Regions from separate parts of the Mus musculus genome. Here all the other regions are linked to region 2. Evidence: chromatin contacts called from public promoter capture Hi-C data. All regions are on one chromosome and are shown on one strand. Each heading gives the region's core, a stretch centred on a gene start, on an enhancer-like site or on the middle of the called end of the contact. The rest is flanking DNA. Distances are from core to core; before and after follow the strand shown.

Region 1 (3,452 bases), core at 749-3,248, 700 kb after region 2:
GGCTATTTCCCCTGTTTCCTTTCCATTTCTTTCCTCCCCTTCACCTTTTCTCATGTATGGACCTACAGTGCAGATCAGGCTAGCCTCAAACTTGAGGCAAGCTTCCTGTTTCTATCTTCGGAATGTCTGTTCACAGGCATTGGCTATTTCTCTGTCAAAACGTCTTTGAGCTAAGCCAAACCAGTGCAAAATGAGGAAAGTGAGACAGTGAAAATCCTCCCACAGTTTTATCATCTTGGCAGTGCCGTTGAGGAGAGAAACACTTTTTCTTTCCTAACGCTCCACGACACCTGAATGCCCACTGCGGCAGAGCCTCACGGATAGGAAGTGTTACTTTCCCACCCTTCGGGGCTCTTTAAGAAGGGTGGCTGCAGAGGGCTCAGTGGGGGTTTCAACACTTGCAGCAGTGGAGGGCTTGTGGGTTGGGTTCTTGAGTATTTGTTCTGAAAGCAACCACTGCATTGTGGGAGCCAACTCGCCAGTGCCTTATTGAGCAATACTTCATTTTTCTTCAGCTCATTTAGGACTTCATTTGTTTGGTTTTTTTTTTAAGCTATATTTTTCTAAAACATCATAGAAGGAAGCTGTGGGCTTCGATCGGAAGATCACAAGTTTTAGGTTAAAGACGCAGAGAATGAGTGTTGTTTGCGGTAGTCACAAAGCAAGCGACGGAGGGCACAATTCCTGCCTAGCCTGCTGCAACCTCTGACTTTCTTGCAGGCGTGCTAAAAGTTTTGATTTTTTTCCCCATCCTGGTCTGCTAATCTGTAAGTACTCATGACCATCTCTGATAACCTACTTCCGAATCCTTAAAATGGACATCTCAACACACAGTCCGCTGAGCGTCCTGAGGATTTAATAAAATCAGTGAACATTGATTGAGTAGCTAAAAAGTTTCACTCTGAAGACTTTTGAGAAGAGGAGGCAACCAAACTGTAAAAGCTGCTGTCCCCAATACACTGAATCATAGAAAGACCCTTGCCGAGAGAATGAAGGCAGGAGAATGAAGCTTTCCGTGTGGATGAGCACGTGTAACAGCCTGGGTCTGAGTCTTTGGACTACCACACAAAACCATCTCTATAAATTACCGGGCCTTCTTGTGCCTCAGTTGCCCCATCTGTAAAATGGAGACTAAGTGCATAATGATCTAGGACCCCTATTCTGTCTTAAATTCTCCTACCTTAACGCAGATGCGGGAGAGCATGTGTTTCCAGTTGCTGCCAGTAGGGGGCAAATGCGCACAAACCCCTGAACGCATACAGACTGATAAGGTTTGAGAATACAGTGGAAAAAAACCCTAGCCACTTCTCTTCTGGAAGCACTCTGTCCTAAGGGGCTGTGGGAGGGCCAAATGAGATTCCTTTAAACTATTTTGTACAAACTCCTTAAAAAAACAAAAACAAAAACAAAAAAAGCCTTAAACAGTAAGAATACCATTCTCTGTATCAAGAGGGGCAGCTTGGTGAGCAGGCCCTCCAAAGAACTGAGGGGTGAGGCCAGGGTTGGGGGAGGTGGTGGGTTTTTCTTGAGCTGGCTATCCGTGCAGAATCCGGCTTCCTCCTAAAGGCAGCTAAAGGATGGGCAGAGATTTAAGCGCCTGTACACATTCTCTCAGCTGCCTTTGGTTTAGTGGAACCAGAGGAAGTGGGGGCCGGTGAAGAGGGTGGGTGGCCACCTTCCCGGAGGAGACAAAAAAAAATCTCTCCGGCAAGCCGTCAAACCTGAGTCAAACACCCCCGGAGGAGGCACTCTGGCTTCCTCACGGAGGGGCTGCCGTGGGAGCTGGAAACAGAGACTCAGTCCCAGGCCCCAGCTAAGTCTCTGAGCCCCGACACCCCCTTTCAATTCATTCAAAAGAGCAAAGAAAAGCTGCTTACGTGAAGACAAGTGGTGGCTAGGTCCAGACAGAAGGCTTTCAAGGCAAGAGAAGGCAAGCGCGCTCCCAGCACCAGCGGACTGTAGAAATAAAGGCACCTGTAGCCGTGTGATATAAGTGACACCTACAGACAGGTCCGTTTGGTTTTTCAGGTTTATGCACAGCCCCTTTGATGACGGTGACATACGGTGTGACACGGCTCCTCGGGGGTGGGGGGTGGTTTTCACATGCAGAAAGTTTACCTTTCTCCTGCTTTTGTGCCCAGCTCCCACCACCCACCGAGGGGACCCAGGAAATGAGCAGAGAATTCTTGCCCCCGGGGGGATAAGTGGAGTGCTGGCTGGAGCAGTCTCCGTTGAGCAAGCTGGAGGGAAGGAAATTCAGGCCTGGTGTCTGTTCATTGCAGCCTTTGCCTGGGCTGGCCAAGTCCCGAACCTCTGTATGTAGTGTTATCCCCTATTCTGTGCGTGTTAGGAAAGAAGAGCAGTGCCAAGAAGTGGTAAAGAATAAAGGTGCTTCAGGGATCAAATTCTGAGCCGGTCATTTTCTGGCTGCATTACTGTGAATAAGTTAATGAGCATATCCGGGATCCATCAGATTAATGCAATAATGGAATCTGTCCTTGGGTTGCTGGGAAGGCCATACTTGGTAATGTCAGCCAATCACCTGGAAGCCTGTCCTTGGGCGCTACATATTTCCTTCTATTGATCCTGGTGGGGACCTTCCGATCAGGGGGCAGGGAGAGAGTCAGGGAGCAGTGCTTTCACTGGCCTTTCCACTCTAAGCACCCAAAGGGCGCCATGTTTGAATACAGGAGCCATGTGACAGCTTTCCCCCTTTCCCAGTGTCCTCTGTTTTAGAAATGGCGATATGAAGGGATCGTGGAGCTGCAGTGTCAAACATCCAGAACAACACGGGGGCGGGGGGTCCTGATTGGCTTGCAAGCTGTCAGCTGTCTCACTGAGAACTACCCAGTTTTTAGGACATCTCTCAAATCTAAATGACGGCCTAGGCAGTCATCTGGGAGGAGTGTTCATAACCCCCTTTCGTGGGTTCCGTTCCTCTCTCAATCTCAGGCAGCCAAGACACCAAGGTGCTCAAACTGCAGACTCTGTGATCTTGAAGTGGAAAGCAGAGATTGACTGGTTGGTTAGGTTTTCTTGGGAACACTGGGCATAGGCACAAACACTCAAATCCAAACACCCGAACGGCGTGAAGAAACAAAAGGCAGTTCATGTGAGGAGTCATGTGTCATCATGGAAAAATAGTCGGGGCAAGATAAGTGGCCTGTTGAGGCTCTGGCTTGGCTCTGGGACCTTAGGTGGGAGAGCCAGCTTTTCTGGGTCAGAATTCTCCCAACAGTAATAGGAGAAAACGGGATTAAGTTATTTATTTATTTATTTAATCATTTTGTTGGATTTAACAGTGCCTTTAATCCCAACACTCAGGCGGCAGATATCTGTGGGTTTGAGGCCAGGTTGATTTACACAGTGAGTTTTAGGCTACCCAGGGTGATCCACACAATGAGACCCTGTATCACTAGGCATTTTTAAAACATGTTTTTTTTTTTTTTTTT
Region 2 (2,977 bases), core at 360-2,859:
GGATTCCAGGCATGTACCATCTACACCCTGAGAAGCAATTTACTAACTTCCAGAGCAAGATTCTGAGAAGTAATTATGCACGACCCTAAAATCTCCTAGAAGCCCAACCTTATCTAACTCACACATCTGAAAAGGCCATTTCTGGGGACTTTTTCCTCCCGCGGCTATGTATGTCTCCTGCAGAGATGAATTAGAGAGCATCCCAATGACCATGCATACCTACGTGTATCTTTTTTTTCATACTTCACCCCACTATGTGGCAGAGAGGACCAATTTAACCTGTTGTGCTGCAGAGGTGAAATTATCTTTCCAGAGCCATGTGCCTTCCTCTAATAGTCCAATTCAAGCCTTAGAACAGGGGGTGAATCAGGATAGCCTCAGGCTACTAATTCCTGAGCAATTTAATTAGTCCTTCTGGAAATATGGCTGGCTCTAACTGCCTTACTGTCCGCTAGAGAGGCATCTGTTCATATACCAGAGGATTCCTGCTTACATCAGCACTTGTTCTGCTCTGATGTGGATCCCCAAAACCTCAGACTTTAGACCAGATGTCAAAGTCCAAGATCTTGTCCGAGGGTTTGGGGCCCAGGGAAGGGCAGAGGCCAAGGCTCCTCAGTGAATGACTGTGGGGCTTCAAGGTCTGGGCGATTCTTATGATCTCCTTCCACCCACAGACCCAGCTTAAGATTTGAATACTGAAGATTAATGTCTCTAGAGATAGGGAGCCTGTTGTGGGTGGAGCTCTAGATTACAGAAATGTGGTCTTACTGTGTAGGACTGCTAAATTTAAGAAGAGTGTGCTTCAGGTGTGAAGAGTCAGTGTCAAATTACTTCAAGGGCTAGCCCCTAAGGGTTTAAAACTAAAGGGCTTGAATAGCTCAGGTGTGTGGGGAGGCAGGGGTCGGTTGAAATTCAGCACGTGGGGGTCTGAACCTCTGGAGGACAGATATTTGGGGGTGGAACTCCTAGGGCTGGGGTCACATTCTGTTGCCTGACTCTAGGGGGCAATTAAGGCAGCTAGGATTGGGCTCGTTTGGCAGTCACGCACAGCGCTGGGAGTCGAAGCCGTCCCCAGTGATTGTGAGCAGCTCCAGCTCCTTAATCCGGATCTCTAGCTCGCACAGCTCCTCAGGGTGGGAGGCGGATGCGAGCCAGGGGGTCGTGGAGCCGGGGACCAGGGCCGAAGTTGCCATCTCGGGGCCTGGAGGCGGCGAGTAGAAGAAGCGCAGAGGCTCGTAGGGAATAGAAGCCAGGCCGGACGGCCAGGGAGGAGGACACGGGCGCTCGCTGGGGGGACCCAGGCCAGGCGGCGGCGGCGGCACCGTAGCTGGGGGTGCCAGAGGCAGGGATCGGACCCCCGCTACTCCTGCCACCCCGGCCGCCGGCGTCCCGCCCGCCTTCAGCGGCACGAAGAGCTTCTTCCAGATGTTAAAATCGCTCAGCGGAGACGACGAGATGCCCCGGTCGTAGAGCGACGGAAAGTAGAGGGGCGGGGCCGGCCGCTGGCTCATCTTGGGGTTCTGGCTGCCGCGCCGCCCCTTCGGCATCTTTTGAATGGGAGGCTGCGTGAGAGGAACCCCGCGCCGGGAGACGCGCGCCAAAGCCCCGTGTCTAGGAGTTCGGAGATTCCACAGGCCCCGCCCCGACGGAGCGTGGCCCCACCCTTCGCTCTAGCTACGCCCCTAGGAGGCGGAGCTCTGGAGAGCAGAGGCCCCGCCCCACGAGTCAGCTTCGGGCAAAGCTATCGTCCTTGACCTCTTTTGGTGCAGCTGCTGCCCTGCACTACCCGCCCCAAAATAGCCCAGGCACACTTTAGTCTCGGGCCCTAGACTCCTCCCAGAAGCCTTCAATTCTTTTCTGCTGCTAATACTGCACACAGAGTTGGCCGAGGCTGAGAGAGAAATTCAGCTTTCTCCTTTTATCAGGGAGTGGAAAATATTTCCTAACAACCAGACCCTTTGTCCTAGCAATCTTGACTCATTATTTAGAAACTGAAAAAAAATGTGTGGCTGACTTCATTCTCTACAGAGGGAGAAAAGGAAATTTTTCTGGTAAATGTAGAGATGCTATGGAATATTCTGGAAATGGGGAAGCAGTCTGAGTTTGTAATGACCCTGAGGCAAACAACTTTTTTTTTTTTTTTTTATGAAATGCAGTTTAATTCTCTTCTGAACACATAAGTTATCAGGAGCTGACAGGCAGCAAAACACCAAAAGGAAATTATGGGGCCCACCTCAAACACCACACCCATCCCTGAGAACTGGATGTTCTGTCCAAGAGACATGTACAGCTCATTTTTATGAACTATGAGCCAGTAACTAAGGAGAAGTCAATTTCCTTCAGGCTGCTTACTCTTTTAATGATCACCTGCAGGAATGAGCAGGGAGGGTTGGAGGTCATGGAAGCGCAGGCTCAGCTCCGTGAGCGAACTTGTGTATACAGATATGTGCTAAATACATGGGGTGGGGCAGCAAAAGATGGAGTCTGATATCCAGACTGCTAGTCTTGGGCAAGCAGTTTGACTTGGAGGAGAGGCTGGTTGTTTGCTTTTGTGTAACCCAAGTTGGATTAGAACTTCCCATGTGGTCGGCCACATAATTCCAGCAATCCTCTTGTCTCTCTTACCTGGCAGGCGTCAGAGACGAGCATCACCATGCCTAGCATGTCGCTGGACATGTACATGTTTTCTCTCTTTTCCTTTTTAAGTTTTATTGTGTGTGGAACCATGAGTGTGTGTGTGTGTGTGCACTCAGATGCCCACAGAGGTCAGGAGGATATGGGTGCCGGAGACTGTATCAGATCAGGGTCTTCTGCAGGAGCACTCAATGCTCGTACCGGACTAACCCATTTCAATAGCACTGTTTAGTTGTTTGTAAAATAGGTCTGAGCCCCTCCTCCACCTCCTGCATCAAAGAGCAAAGGATATTTTATTACTCAAACAAGAGGAACCTGAGCTAAATGATGAAATATAAAGTAG
Region 3 (3,234 bases), core at 449-2,948, 590 kb before region 2:
CTTCTGGAAAAGACGGGAACATTCAGTTTCTAACTGCTAGCACTGCTCAGGCTTTTTTTTTTTTTTCTTTTTCTTTTTTGTGGTTTTGGCTTTTTAAGCCATGGGTTCCCCGTGTAACCCTGGATGGCCTGGAACTCACTCTAGACCAGGCTGGCCTCAAACTTGGAGATCCAACTGCCTCTGCCTCCTGAGTTCTTAAATTTTTTAAATTAAAGATGTGTACCACCATGCCATGCTTGTTCATTCTTTTTATTTCTTTTATTTTGTATGCCTGTGCACAGTGTGTGTGTGTGTGTGAGAGAGAGAGAGAGAGAGAGAGTGAGAGAGAGAGGCCTACTGAGGTCAGAAGAGGGGCTCAGATCCCCTGGAACTGGAGTTCTAGGCAGTTGTGAGCTGCCATGTGGAAGCTGGGCAGCAAGCCCAGGTCCTCTTTAGAAGAGCAGCCAGTACTCATAACTGCTGAGCCATGGCCCCAGCACTTGCTCATGCTTCAGGAAGGAACATTCTAACAGAATGGTCAGACCACGGAAAACATTCTAATAGTCACAGTTAAAAGCCAACTGTGATGTGTCCTGTGTCTAATTCCAATACTTCAGAGGCTGAAATGGGAAGATGGTGAGTTGCAGGCCAGCCTGAGCTACACAGCAAGATAGTGTCTGGGGTTGGAGCAGGGAGCTTACCTTAAACTTACTAAGATTTTTAGAAACTATATAACATTTGTGTGTGTGATGCAATGGGCACGGCAAGGTCAGCACAACTGCCAGTCTTCGTGTGTTTCTTCCGCCTTGTGGAGCCTGGGGACCAAGCTCAGGCTGCCAGGCTTTGAGCAGTCTCTTACCCATTGAGCCAGGTGATCAGCCCAAGAATAGGAGGTTTTATGGTAGAGCTGTCATTTTCTGAAGACATTATAAACTTCAAACCATAGGACCAGTGCTACTCTGAAAACCTTGGAGAACCATGCTGGGTCACTGTCCTCGCTGTTAGCTCCGTGCTCTCACCCAGTCTTCCTCAGATCCTGCTAAGGGACCCATCTCACCTGTGTGCTCAGTGCTTAGGTGACTGTAAACTTGACCTCTGCTCAGCAGAGTCGTCTGTGGACGAGCACTCCATCCAAAGGCAACCTCCTGCAGACTAAGGAGCTAGGTTTTATGCAAATCCAAATTCTACCGGGCTGTGATGGCTATTCCAGGTTGTCAATTTGACTACATCTGGAACGAACTACAATCCAGATCTGGAGGGCACACCTGTGATCCACATCTTGAGGCTGGAAGACACAAGTTTCTCACCTGGACCTTGACATGGAGATTTTGAGGCATAGTGGCTATAAAAAGCTTAGGCCTTGGCAAGGTAGTACAGGCCTTTAATCCCAGGAGACTAAGGCAAGGAGATCTCTAAATTCAAAGTCAACCTGGGACAAATCAAGGCCCAGATCTAGGCATGGCAGTACACACCCTTAATCTGGGCTACACCTTCTGCTGAAGGCCTACATAAGGAAAATTCACTCTTTGCCTGCTTTCGTTTACTTACTAGCACCATCTGTGGGAATCTACTTCTACAGAAGACCAGCTGAAACAACTAGCCTCATGGGATTGAGCAACTACTAGATCCTTGGACTTCCCATTCACAGCTGACCATTGTTGGGGAGTTGGACTACGGACTGTAAGCCATTATAACGAATTCCCTTACTATATAGAGACTTTCCATACGTTCTGTGACTCTGGAGAACCCTGCTTAATACACTGACTAGATCTAAAACACAAGGGAGCAACACTAAGAAACCAGAAACAAGGAACAGTTAGAGGGATCCTGTGTGTCCCAAGGGGGTGACAACAGTCTACCTCCGGGACAGCTGTTACCGTTCTCTCCACACTGCAGTCTGGCGCTGAGCTCACTTTATCTCAAGGTTAGTTTGAGTTTCCAGTCCTTACAGTCAAAGATCGAACCGGCCCATGTATGAACATTTATATTTAAAGGGAACCTTTTAAGTATCAAAAGATTACAGATGAATCATCCTAGCTGGGCAGTGGCGTCGCATGCTTTTGATCCCAGCACTCCGGAGGCAGACAAGATCTCTGTGAGTTCGAGGCCAGCCTGGGCTACAGAACCAGTTCCAGGACAGCCAAGGCTACATAGAGAAACCCTGTCTCAAAACAAAACAAAACAAAAACCAGATGAATTGTCCCAGATAAAATGGAATGGTCTTGGTGTTGTCTCTAGCCTCTTCAGGGAAGACTTAGTGTTTTGTTTTTGTTTTGTTTTGTTTTCGAGACAGGGATTCTCTGTGTAGCCCTGGCTGTCCTGGAACTCACTCTGTAAACCAGGCTGGCCTGGAACTCAGAAATTCGCCTGCCTCTGCCTCCCAAGTGCTGGGATTAAAGGCATGCGCCACCACGCCCAGCCTTTTTTTTTTTTTTTTTTTTTTTTTTTTTTTTTTTTTACTTAGTTTTAAAACCCCAAGGAAGGTAGATTTCTCTAAGGGTATGTCTGTGTTCCATTCTGGCTTTCATGTTTGGATCACTTGGGAAGTTTATTCTTGCCTGGAATTACTGATAATAGATTTTAGATGATACAGTTTTAGAATTTCTGCTTCAGCTGAGCATGGTGGCATATGCCTTTAATCCCAGAATTTGGGAGACAGAGGCAATTGGAGCTCTGTGAATTTAGAGCTAGCCTGATCTACATAGGGAGTCCCAGGCCAGCCAAGAGCTAGCAACACAGTGAGAGGTCTTCTCAAAAAGCAAAAACAAACAAATCCCCCACAAAAGCAAACTAGGCACAGTAGTCTGAATTCAGATAGAATTGAATGTTCAATTAGTTGAATATCTTTCTTTAGTTGTATTCTCCTAAAGTGAACCATCTGGGAATTGTTTTATTTTTAATCTGCTGTATTGTATGTGAACACACCAGCCACTGCTCATGTTGAGATCTGAGTGTAACTGTATGCAGTCAGTTCTCTCCTTCTACCTTAACTGGTGTGTTCTAGGAATCAACTCAGGTTGCCTGGTTTTCATGTCAAAAGTTTGCTGAGCCATCTAGGCATCCCAGGGTGGTGTGTTCATATATATTTATATTTAGTGTGTGAGGCTCAAGCTTAAATCTTTAGTAATAATTACATGTGTTTTATGTTTGAAACCATTATTCCCCTCCATTTGCTCTAGTTATTTAAATAAACCCTCATTTTATAGGTTACTCCTGAGCGAAGATGGCAGACGAGAAGCTGCCGCCCGGCTGGAA
Region 4 (3,258 bases), core at 691-3,190, 570 kb before region 2:
ATCCATTTTTTTCTCATGATTTCCCAGATTTCTTTTGCTGCCCCTTCTAAGATGAAACACGTATCTTGTTTCCTTTAAAGTATTATGACTTTAAAAGTATTTTCCTTTAAAGGCATCATGACTGCCTGCTTCTAAACATTTTCTCTCTTTTTCAGGGCAATATTTTCTGTGTTGGACCTAATGAAAGTTGACATGGCCAACTTCGCCATCAGTAGCATTAGGCCGCACCTCATGCAGCAGTCAGTCGAGTATGAGAGGAGGAAGTTTCAGGAAGTGCTGGAGAGGCAGCCGAGTGAGTAGCTCTGTTGGCATTTTTCATCAGTCAGCTTTTGTCTTGTACACGTTTCATAAAAGCCAGTGACTGTTTGGAGCCCAGGGCGAGAATGGATGGAGGTAGTGTGCTTTGAGGAAGGAAAAGCCCGGGATGCTGTTAATCATCAAAAACAAAATAACGAGGAGTAAACTCAGCTGACAAGAGCTATGTGGGTAGGACCTGAGAGTAAAAATGGAAAAAATGAAAATTACTAGATTAAATTTTTTGTTTTCCCAAAGGAAAACATCAGTTTCAGCTAAATTATATTTCAGGTCTTGATTTTTGTCCTTGATGACAAATCTCTGTTAATTAGCTTTTCTCCTGCTGATCGGAACGGCAGGGAGTGTCACTTTGCCTCTTTCCTTATTCATAACTCAGAATTCACAACCAGGAAAGGGCAGCTTTCACAGCTTGGTGGTGGTGTATGGTTAGTGGGGTTTTTTGTTTGTTTGGTTGGTTGGTTGGTTGTTTTTTTGTGTTTGTTTCTGTGTCAGGGTCTCAAAATACTTACAGCTCTGGGTAGAGTGCACATTGCCTTTCCCGTGGCAGGATTAAGGCTTGCACCACCATACCCAGCTTTTGTTTTGTTTTTGAGACCAGGTCTTGTTCTGCAGCCCAGGTGGCCTGGTGTTCATTGTGAAATCCAGGCTGGCCTTAAACTATGACAGTCTTTCTGTCTTTGCTTCCCCAAGTGCTGGGAAGAAAATTTCATTTTTACAAGCCTCGCGTGACTTCAGGTAAACAACTGACTGAGTCTAGTATAGCTGTGTTTGTAGGCTGCTTCCAGGTGCCATGCGGTGGTGCATTTCAGGTAGCATAGCTTTGCTGATGAGATGGGAATGGCAGTCTGAATAGATCTTGTTGCCTGACCAGGTTGGTTAACTCAGTGGCCATGGAAGGAAGTTAATTCCTGCAGCCTTATATGGAAGCTTGGGGCTGGGAGGAATGGAAAGAGGGGAGAGTAGAAGTAGTGGGCGAAGATTGGCTGACACATTTCAGTTTGTCTGGGGTCACGGTCTTCTAGGCTAAAGAGCGTGGCAGAGTCAGGTGCCAGAAGCTCAGCTGCCCTGAAAGAATCGTTGCTGCGTAGGAGCCTACCTAGAGACATCACAGTCACTTGTCCACCTCTCCAAGGTTTCCAAAGCCTGAATGCCACAGAGAAAGCCTGTCTCTAGAAGGCTGTATATCAGCAGTCAGGACCAAATTGAGAACTTTGTGAGGAGAACAGAGGTGCAGCACCAGGGAGGAGCTGACAGTGGCTGAAACCCCAGCTCCTGCTTGGTTTGAAGGAGCTTCCACCAGGGCTGCACCTCTCTCAAGGAGCACTTTCTACTCAGAATGTGGAGGACACTGGTGTTCTGATAGGTACCTATGTGTTACTAAGGAAAGCAGAGGGGACATAAAGGCCACTGAAAGCCATCTGAGGGCCCCGTTGACATGCTCCCACTGCGTGAGTCACACCAGAAACAAGGCTAGCCCTCGGTGTAAATGCTTTGCTAAACAAAGGGACTCCAGCTGGTGTCTTGTCCTGTTTGTCTGTGAGCCAGAACTTTTAGCATCCCTCCGAGCTGCAGTCAATCTGGTCTTCCAGCCACCTCGAATGTGCTCACTACTAGAGAAAAGAGTAGGTAGGAAGGAAGCAGGCCAGGCCAGGCCAGGTTCTCGCAATGTCAGCCGTGAGGCAGGTGTCATGCATTTCTTTATGACAGGAATCTTCTGTTGAGATTTGTCTGAGGTCACGAAGCTATCGAAAAGCAATATGGTGATTTGGATTCAGTCTGTGGGTTTCAAAGTTCATTCTCTACCTTGAATTTCACTGGAGAAACTCTCTTCATTAAGGTAATTCCAAGAAGTGTCCCTGCAAATGTCAGGGTGATGAGTGTAGCCCTGTTTTCCAGACTCCCTGGACTTTGCCACACAGTGGCTGGAAGAGGCCACAAATGACCTTTTGAGTCAGAAGTACAAACATGCCCTGCCAGCTGGGGGAGGCGCTGCTGGCTCTGGGGATGCCCCACTCCTGACCCCTGTTTCTGTCCAGAATTTCGCCTACCTGAAGCTTCTGAAATGGGACCACTTCCAGAGACCTTTCCCTGAGGTAGGTGCTGTGGGCACCTTAGCCATTCACACGCTGTCTCAAGGGGCACAGTTGGTTTTTTGTTGTTGTTTTTTTTAAAGACTCTTATTGTTCTAGCACATATGTGTACATTCTACATATGAGAAAATATGCAATGTGGTCCTTCTTTTCCATTCCCACATCATTCTCTCTTGTTCTCCTCCCTTTGTGTTTTTGAGACAGGGGTTTTCCATGTACCCTTGGCTGTCCTGGAGCTTGCTATGCATTCCTGGGTAGTCTTGAACTTGTGGAGATCTGCCTGTCCTTTCCTCCTTAGCATGTGTCACTCCGTGCTTTCTGGTATATTTTCAGACTTATACAGTCCCCCTGGCAGCATCGTTAGCCAGCGGACTTTTCTCCTCCTTTCAGTTCTGCTTTCCATATTTGTCTGTTCTGGATAGTTCTTATTGTTTGTTGTTTGTTTGTTTTTTAAGATTATTTAATGTATATGAGTACACTGTTTTTATTCAATTTGTCATGATTTTTTTTTTAAAGAAAAGATGTGTATGGGTGTTGCACATCCTTAATTTCTGAGTTCAAGGCCAACCTGGTCTACAAAGTGAGTTCTGGAGATAGTTCAGACAGAGAAATCCTGTCTCGAAAAAACAAAAACAAAAAACCAAAAATAAATAAATAAATAAATAAATAAATAAATAAAATAAAAAACCATAAAAACAAACAAACAAGCAAACAAAAAACCCTGGTTTTGTTTCACAGCTTGCTCTCCAGAAACTTCTGCCACTCCCACGGTGAGCATTATCCTAAGCAGGTCTAGCTGCAGGAACCATTCAAGAGGATGACTAATGAGGGGTTCCCCACTTCTCTGGCAGAA

What was found. Promoter capture Hi-C pulls out the DNA fragments that hold promoters and counts their contacts.
Region 1: a contact with region 2 is called in a promoter capture Hi-C map of liver, with 2.7 times the contacts expected there. The contact joins the promoter of Elf5 here to the promoter of A930018P22Rik in region 2. A contact is called at or near these places in 2 of 39 promoter capture datasets (the C10 cell line and liver) and 2 of 9 other capture datasets (liver and macrophages).
Region 3: a contact with region 2 is called in a promoter capture Hi-C map of embryonic stem cells, with 3 times the contacts expected there. The contact joins the promoter of Pin1rt1 here to the promoter of A930018P22Rik in region 2. A contact is called at or near these places in 17 of 39 promoter capture datasets (the 3T3-L1 cell line, 3T3-L1-derived adipocytes, HPC-7-derived erythroid cells and 8 more) and 5 of 115 datasets of contacts at active chromatin or transcription factors (bone marrow-derived macrophages, embryonic forebrain and embryonic stem cells).
Region 4: a promoter capture Hi-C map of liver shows a contact between it and region 2, with 3 times the contacts expected there. The contact joins the enhancer-like site here to the promoter of A930018P22Rik in region 2. A contact is called at or near these places in 10 of 39 promoter capture datasets (the 3T3-L1 cell line, 3T3-L1-derived adipocytes, the C10 cell line and 5 more), 1 of 15 datasets of contacts at CTCF or cohesin (large pre-B cells), 16 of 484 Hi-C or Micro-C datasets (B cells, the Ba/F3 cell line, the G1E-ER4 cell line and 9 more), 2 of 115 datasets of contacts at active chromatin or transcription factors (embryonic basal ganglia and kidney) and 1 of 9 other capture datasets (embryonic stem cells).

The regions. Positions count from the first base shown.
Region 1 is chr2:103,422,614-103,426,065 of GRCm38.p6, reverse strand. Elf5 (E74-like factor 5) reads right to left here and starts at 1,998. Exons shown (of 7, transcript NM_010125.3): 1 at 1,878-1,998.
Region 2 is chr2:104,121,401-104,124,377 of GRCm38.p6, reverse strand. A930018P22Rik (RIKEN cDNA A930018P22 gene) reads right to left here and starts at 1,609. Exons shown (of 2, transcript NM_026634.2): 1 at 1,049-1,609. The coding sequence starts at 1,547.
Region 3 is chr2:104,714,754-104,717,987 of GRCm38.p6, reverse strand. It overlaps Pin1rt1 (protein (peptidyl-prolyl cis/trans isomerase) NIMA-interacting 1, retrogene 1), which reads left to right and starts at 1,698. Exons shown (of 2, transcript NM_001033768.2): 1 at 1,698-1,903; 2 at 3,186-3,234. The coding sequence starts at 3,203.
Region 4 is chr2:104,687,528-104,690,785 of GRCm38.p6, reverse strand. Tcp11l1 (t-complex 11 like 1) reads left to right here. Exons shown (of 10, transcript NM_177190.5): 6 at 156-292; 7 at 2,212-2,408. Among named protein-coding and RNA genes, the nearest start is that of Gm6306, 21 kb to the left of the region's middle. Within about 2 kb of position 1,940, at least 37 of the 459 cell types and tissues checked have an H3K27ac peak or open chromatin away from gene starts, as enhancers often do. A contact at or near this core is called in cerebellum and liver, where this site is marked.